Linked DNA regions of Mus musculus: region 1 is linked to region 2. A link is a contact called in public HiCAR-type data. All regions are on one chromosome and are shown on one strand. Each heading gives the region's core, a stretch centred on a gene start, on an enhancer-like site or on the middle of the called end of the contact. The rest is flanking DNA. Distances are from core to core; before and after follow the strand shown.

Region 1 (4,219 bases), core at 1,499-3,998, 560 kb after region 2:
ATTTAAACACACACACACACACACACACACACACACACACACACACACAGGGACAGCCAACTACAAAATTCAAGTTCAAGGGCAATTAAACCACTTACCCCTGTGGTGTTTCTATCTTGTACATGCGTTTGATCTCCCAGTCTCTCTGTCTCTCTCTCTCCTCCTCTCCCCAGTGTGTATATGCATGCTCAGGTGTCTAAGATGCTCTCACACATGGGCCATAATTAGATGAGGCAGGTTGCTTTTCACTTTGCTTAAGACAACTCCTCTTTCATTGTTTTCTATTGCATAATATATGCCAGTGGCCCCACAAGTTTCCGAGGATGGCCCTATCTGCTTCCTAGTTTTGCTTAAAAGAGAGCTGGGGTTACAGATGCATACTACAGCAGGTAGCTTTTATGTGGGATCTGGGGATTCGAACTCAGGTCCTCATGATTACATGGCAAACACTTCACTTACTGAGCCAAGACTCCAGACTCCAAGGGTACTCTTGAAGACTATTTTTAGACACATATATCCACTGGGAACTTCTGTAGTTCATAGTTCAGAAACGCCTCATGGCATGAATACTGTTGCTGGCTGTGCATTTGGTCAAAGCCTTGGAACCATTGCCGTATCAGCTGTACCCCTGTCCTCCACGGGGCTTCCAAAGTCAGGGTACTATTTTCAATGATTGCTATTGTCATGCAGCATCCCACTGCCTGACCTGGAATAGCTGCTGCAAAGGCAGCATAGAAAGACAAAAGCACTAGCTCCTTATTTTAAAAACATGACCCAACAATTCCTGATAAACATACCTGTAGGCACATGGGAAGGGTGACAGAAGATTATAAATACTGGAAGAAATGTAAACAGCGGTAAAATGACACCAAAGTCTTACTAGAGAGTGTTTTCTTGCTCTGCAAAGCACAGGAAGGCAAAGAAGGGTGGTAGAATAGGGCAAAGGGGGGAGTGTAGCAAGGCAAAGGGGGGAAAGCCAAGGACCAAGAGCCCATGGGGTCCCTCAGAGGGGACAGTGAAGATCTTAAGAAGAAGCTGCCTTCCAGAGTGTCAGTGGAACCCTGCGCTCACTCGCAATGTAAGTTTTGGAGTCTTCTGTATGGAAGTACTGGTTCCATGCAGTGCTCTACCAACTGTGTCTCAAGTTGAGTCACTGTCCCCCAGCCCATGACCACACTCATGGGGACAGAGACAGGCCTAGTGCTCTAGAAATCAGCCTGCACTCAGGTCTGACAGCTTCTGAGTCTGCCTCTGCATTCAACTCAAGACACAGGAAAATGAGACCAGTCATCCACGTGCCTTTCCTTCTGAGGCCAGGTACTCCGAGGCTGCATGCTCAAGTCAGTCAGAGATTAGCCTGTCTGGAGAAGTGATCGAGTCCATGGAAAGGAAGTCTGGTAAAGGAATCCCACAGAAAAAACAATATTTTTTGAAAAACTGATATAATAAAAACAAAACCAACCAACCAACCAACCAACGAACCAAAGAAGACACTGGAGTGGAAGGCCATCCAATGCGCATGGATCAATACAGTTGTTATTGTGATAACGGTTAGGTTATTTTACCCAAAGTCACCAGTATAGGCGGTACCCACCATAAAGTCAAATGCTATTTCTGTCAAGCTTACAGGCAAGTGCAGTCTAAAGCGAGTATGCTTCCTTTTAGGAGAGTTAGACTCCAGAGAGCGTCAGAACAAAGTCCGCAAATATCCATGTACAACATTCAGCTTCTATATAACTGATCTTTATTGGCTACATATGACCAGACATTTCCTGAGTTTCCTTGTCCCAGTAGTGACAGCGTCATCTCCAGGACTTGTTAACATATTATTTTGGCTTGAATTCTAGACAAGTGAGATAGAAGATCTTTCTTGAAGCTCCGTTAAGGGAAGGCTATTTCTTCTTGGTAAAGCATAGCTATTTTATTGACCTATTTTAAAAAATTAGTTTAACCCACTCAGTGGCTTGAGTTTTGCTCAGAAGAATCGGACTTGGGTCACATCATCAGCAGATGTTCCAAACGGCACCAAACAGTATAAGATTAAAGCAGCTGCTTACAGCCTTTCTGTGACTGAGTCAGCTTGCTGGTGCAGTCTCTAACCCAGCAAGCGTGATTAGCTTTCTTTTCCTTTGCAATCTCTCCTTTCTGGTTTCCTGTACGGTTTGTCTGCTCTGCTAATTTTTTCCTCTCTCCAACTCCAAAAAAGTTATCCTCAGTTTTCCTAATTCTGTTCTTTATTTCTTTTATATATGGGATTCAAGAGTCCACAACATGACACCCTGAGTTCCTTGTTTAACCTACTACCAATGAAAACAACTTTTATCCTAAGTGGATGCAGAGACAATTGTAAGAAATGAGTCTTCAAATAGTACGTGAGGTTTCCCTTCAAAACAATTGTGATTCAAAACCATAAAAATTATCACCCTCGTTCAAAGGAATAAAATAAACAGCGCTTGAAACAATGACAAACGATGTCAACGTTCTCTTTCAGATTGTGGGCAACTTCTGGGAAATTAGTTCAGTGACATTCAAGCCTTCTGCTTTTGAAAATCCCCTTCAACTATACAGTCTGAACTTGTGTAGTTTCAATTTCAGTTTAGAGAACCCTTTTGCAGATTCCTGTTCTTGCGTTTCATAATCAAGTTCTCTCCCAGCTCTCTGGGAGAGGAAAGGAAATTCCCAGGGCTGGCCGTTATTTCTCAGAACCAAGCACAGATAAATAAGGGTGCAACGAGTTTGTCCTCTTGCAGAGTCCCGTTTGAAGCAGTGTTCTTACTGGCCCCTGCTCCCGCTCTTCAGTTTTTCTTAAGGTAAGACCTGGAGCAGGGGTGGGAAGAGACTGTTAGGAATTATTTTTTAGACTACTTTATCCAGGATGGGATGCATCCTAGCCTGGATGCTGGCTCAGCCCCATTAGAGATTAAACAGCAGTGTTCTCAGAGAAGCAGAATTCCTTGTCCAGCAGTCCGAGTGTTTATTCAGTGCCGTTATTGTTTCCTGTTAATGAGAGGGCAGAGTGTGAAGAGATTAAACTGAAAGGTAGAAATGACTTCCAACTGTTTATCTCCGCTTGTTCTAACTTCTTGGCATCCCTAGTTGCTGTTTAGAACAGAATCACCTCCAGAATAGCAGGCAACCATACTGTTTGCATGAACAATATAGCAGAGCATGAGCTGCGCAGTAAAAGGTCTGAGACTGGGGCTCTAACCAGCGCTCCCATTGTCGGGAAGTGAATTCCCAGACAGCAAGGCTCTATATGTGGGCCGATGCTTGTCCTCATTGGAGCTTGGGACAAATTCACAGCCAGAGCTGCGAGAGAGAGAGAGAGAGAGAGAGAGAGAGAGAGAGAGAGAGAGAGAGAGAGAGAGAGAGAGAACTCCAAGGCACACAGGAAGAGGTTTGCTGACAGCAGTGAGCATTTTCGCTGCACTGCCATCTCTTAAAGGTTCCGTGTTTGCTTTTCCTGGGCAGTCACTCACTTTTAAACCCCATTTGTGTTGGATTCTGTCTCTGCTACAATATTGTCTCTACCTTTATATGTTGACGAATCAAAAAATGACCTATTTGGCCGGTATGGTCTGGCTATGCGGATCGCTCCTGGGAACTCTTTTGACTTCTTGCTGTGTCCCGTGCCTCATGCATATCATACTTAAAGAACAGATAAGAATATAAACGCAAAAACTGAGCAAACACCAGAAGTTCATCTCCAGCACCTTTCAGTACTTTCAGATTTCTTGGTGACCTTCTTCCCTACAGTCCTCCCCTTGTGTGAACATTTCTCTTCTTCTCTTCTCTTCTCTTCTCTTCTCTTCTCTTCTCTTCTCTTCTCTTCTCTTCTCTTCTCTTCTCTTCTCTTCTTTTTTTTTATAATTATTTTATTTATGTGTGTGCCTGAGTGTATTTTAGTCCCCCAGGACTGGTGTTATAGGTAGTTGTGAGCCACCTGGTATGGGTTAAGGGAACAAAATCCAGGTCTACAAGAGCCTCAAGTGCTCTTAGTCACTGAGCCAATATCTCTAGCCCAACCCTCTACTGATATAAATGCATATTGATTTGGTTACGTCTGGCTTGTAGGAAGCAGAATTGTAGGGAAGACTTGAATGACATCATAATGCTACTCAGTTGCAAGGATGAGACTGGAAATCAATATTAAGTGGAACTTACAAATAAAAACCCGATTTTATCTAGTTTTATGTATATATATGTATATTTATGTATA
Region 2 (3,944 bases), core at 241-2,740:
GTGTGTGTGTCCGCATGTATGTTGGGGGAGATAAGTCTGTGTTAGTGACTCTACTATGAGAAGCAAAAATAGGTAATATCTGCCTTCAGGAAAGAGCTTGCCTTTTCCTACAGTGGGAGGGGAAGACACAGACAATGACTACCCAGAATTTAGTGGGGCCTGAGGATGGGTGTCGTCATAAGAGAGAGGCTTTATAGCAACTTGGTCCCCAGGGACTGCGAGGTTTGCAGCTTGCCTGCACTACTGCAGAAGCATGAGGCCCTGAGTTCAGATGCCCAGCCTGGCACACTAGCAGGCATCTGGAACTTCAAGCTGGGGGAAGGGAAGACAGAGATGGCTGAAATCTAAACTTCAATGACGGGCAGAAATAAAGGGAGACACCTGATGTTCATCTCTATATGCAGGAGCACGCATGCATGCATGCACACCCACACTCACACATAAAAATACCTAAATGAATGAATGCACACACAGAGAGGGGAGGGGCACACACAGGTATACACACACAGAGACACACATTCACATATATGGTAAAATTAAAAATTAAAATAAACCTAGACCTTGAAGGAATTTCCAGTGTAAGGAACCCTTGTACAGAGAAAACAAGACATCACATACAATTATGAATAGATGTTGGGAGTCATGTTTGAAAGAGATGTGAGAAATTGGGTGTGCCCAAAGATCCAGAGATTTGGGGTAGGGAGCAGCAACCAGGAGGCTGGAAAGGAAATTAGAAGCCAGGAAGGGTCTAGTCTCCTGAACAGAAGCTTTGCTTTCATCCTCTGTGTTTGGAAAAGAATGCTTCCATACTCATAGGCACACTCTCCATTTTTCTGTTGCACAAACAGAAAGCAAGTACTACATCTTTTAGCTTATAGTTTGAAGCAAACTACAAAAGATTTGGAAATAATATAAATAATTTTGTCTTCTGTACCTATAAGGATGCAACATCTTTCATTATTCTTAAAAAGGACTATAATGTCCGTGCTGCTGTAATTATTATCTGAACATCTCTACTCATGATGCTTGCAATATGATTTACGTAAGTATCAGTTCCAGTGCACAGGCCTGTTAGGATGACACAATGTTCCATCTTCCTTTTAGAAGTTCCAACATTTTTGATCCCTATCATTCCATGGAGTTTTGAACTACAGTATTTTTTAAGCTCGTACATGTGTTGCCTGCAGGACAGTGCTGATAACCCATGACACTATTCTGGGTTTTAAATAAACACTTAATTCACGTTTAAGAAGGAACTATTAATATTCTATATCATGAGAGCAAAGTGGAAAGCAAGTCAGGGAACAAAAACATTTTCCCTGCCTTTGGAGTCAGGAAAGACCACATCTTCGGCTGTTTCTCAGGCCTCCTGCCTCCCTGGCCTGTCCTAATTTGCAGCATTCCACACCACTAGACACTAACAACCCAGAGCTGCCTTCAGCTGCTCAATGAAAGACCGTCACATCATGACAAACACACAATCCCTTCCTCCTCCCAAGAGGGACACGTTATTCTGAGCACGTCTTCGCTGGGCTTTCATTGCGCTGCCAAGGTCCCCCTGAGTGGGAAGGGGTAAAAAGGGAGAGTAAAGATCCCACCACTTGTCTCAGCGGAGCAGGCAATGATTTGTGCCCTTATATGCAGGATCTGACTGTCAGTGCCGATCTGCTTTCAGGCCGCGATTACATGTGATAAGGGCTGACCTTCTTTTACGTATTCACACATTATGAACTCACGGCGAGCAGGCAGGACACAAAAGTCCTTCAGATGTTCTGGGCATCAATCAAATTCCCAGCAAGGAGCCTGGAAACTTTTCTTCCATTTACTCAGGGAGGGGAAGGAGGACAAGGCGGGCTTAATAAAGTTTAAAGCTACGCCACACTACGTTTGGGAAGACCATTGTTATTAAAAGGGCACTGTTTAAAATAATTCTCTGTAGTTACCACTGGCAACACAAAAACTTCTCACACAAATATAAACAACTAGACTTTGTTCCTTCTTCAAAAAAATCTCAAACCTTTTACTATAAACCAAGTCTTAACAGCCTTAGCAGAGGGCTCCCCCACCCAAAAAAGATATTTACTAAGGATGGATTTCAAAAAACTAAATAGGTAAATTTTCTTTTTTTGGTAAATTTTCATGTAAAACAACTATAAATAAAACTTATCTGAGACATTCACAGAGGTAACAGAGAAAACCACACGTATAGGAAACACTTTGAACATCTTAATATAAGCTGGACCAGCAGTCCCTGGTCTGAGTTGTTTTACGTTTAACATACACACTGCTTTTTAATATACAAGGACTCTAGTAGATATCATATATTCTGACACAGGCTGCAATGTTGTTCTTCTACCATTATATTTCACACACACATACAGAGAGAATGAGAGAACAAGAGAGAGAGAGAATGAGGGAGAGAGAGAACGAGAGAGAGAGAGAAAGAGAGAGAGAGAACAGGAGAGAGAGAAAACAAGAAAGAAAGAATAAGAGGGAGAGAACACATAAACATGATTTAAGGTAAATTTTGAAAAGAAAAAATGAGCCCCAGACTGTGTGATATAATGGCATAATATACAGAAACTGGAAGTGAATAATTCTATGAGCAGCAGCACAAGCAAACATATCAAAGCAAGATGCTTCAAAAAGTCATTGTTATAATGCTATATCAAATCAATGGTCACTTACCTAGAGAACATTGACTACTTCTTGAGAACCATGGTATGAATATGCATGGACTATGCATCTCTCTCCTCCCCCCATCCCCCATTCTCCTTCTCTCTCTCTCTCTCTCTCTCTCTCTCTCTCTCTCTCTCTCTCTCTCTCTCTCTGTGTGTGTGTGTGTGTCTGTGTGTCTGTGTGTCTGTGTGTCTGTGTCTCTGTGTCTCTGTCTTTGTCTACACACACATACTCAAGGGTTTAACCATCCACGTGAGATGGGCAAATCAATGGGCATTTGAAAAATGGGAAGAAAATTAAAAGCAGCTGAGACAATTAAACTACATAATACAATCAACTGAACAATTATTAAGGAAACCATACAGAAGAAACAGACTGACGTCAGAAGGTTTCCACTATGCACAATCCACACACAGGCATTTAATCTAGCCTTTCTTACTCTATGAACAGAGTATAATGGCAAATCTGCACCCTGATCATCTGCAATCAAGTGAGAGATAATATCTGAAATTATTCTGACAATCACTTAGGGGAAAACAATCATCTACCACATATGAAGGGGAAATTGAATGGAAGGAATGAATCTTGATAAGAGCATGGAGGCAAAGAACCCAGGGAAAGCAAGTTTACAACTTCCCAGTGAATGTAGTGCAAAGGAGAACATTGGTGTGGTGGCTGTGGTGTGTGCTTTATGGAGAGCCTTTGTAGGCCCCATATTGTACCCTTAATATACTTCCACATCTGGTCCTCACCCTGTGTGGCAGGTGATCACACTTCCATATACAGATGAGACCACTATGAGCAAATAGATATGGTCTGTAAATGAGTTATGGATAATAGATTAGGACACCTATGCTTCATAGGTGGGAATCACTATGCCTTATTCTGTACAAATATTTGAGGCAGACCTAGTCCCTTTGGTAGCTGGAAACCTCAGATCCTCTTAGAGGTTGGTGAGATCCCAGAATGAAGCATACCAGGCAGAGCTAGAGAAGAGGATGGCTAGATAGTTGTATGAATGGCGAGAAGGTTGACACCCACGCCCCTGGAATCCACGGTGATGAAACAACAGGTCAGGTGGGTCAGATTCATTCAGAGTTGGAATTCCTCCAGACAGCATGTGAATCACTTATAAGAATAATTGTAATAAAGTACTGACATTATCTTAACTAGGTGATGTGTTCTATAAACATTCTTGACCACCTCCTCTGTAACTGTCCAATCAACCACAGTTGTCAAAGGAGATTGAGGTGCCTTGTGATTGA

What was found. HiCAR-type assays count read pairs that join an accessible place to other places.
Region 1: a HiCAR-type map of astrocytes shows a contact between it and region 2, with 2.1 times the contacts expected there. The contact joins the promoter of Gbp5 here to the enhancer-like site in region 2. A contact is called at or near these places in 3 of 39 promoter capture datasets (the 3T3-L1 cell line, frontonasal cranial neural crest and stem cell-derived epiblast-like cells), 2 of 115 datasets of contacts at active chromatin or transcription factors (astrocytes and embryonic stem cells) and 1 of 9 other capture datasets (macrophages).

The regions. Positions count from the first base shown.
Region 1 is chr3:142,494,186-142,498,404 of GRCm38.p6, forward strand. Gbp5 (guanylate binding protein 5) reads left to right here and starts at 2,749. Exons shown (of 11, transcript NM_153564.2): 1 at 2,749-2,810.
Region 2 is chr3:141,935,256-141,939,199 of GRCm38.p6, forward strand. All of the region lies in intron 2 of Bmpr1b (bone morphogenetic protein receptor, type 1B), which reads right to left. Among named protein-coding and RNA genes, the nearest start is that of Bmpr1b, 230 kb to the right of the region's middle. Within about 2 kb of position 1,491, at least 46 of the 459 cell types and tissues checked have an H3K27ac peak or open chromatin away from gene starts, as enhancers often do. A contact at or near this core is called in astrocytes, where this site is marked.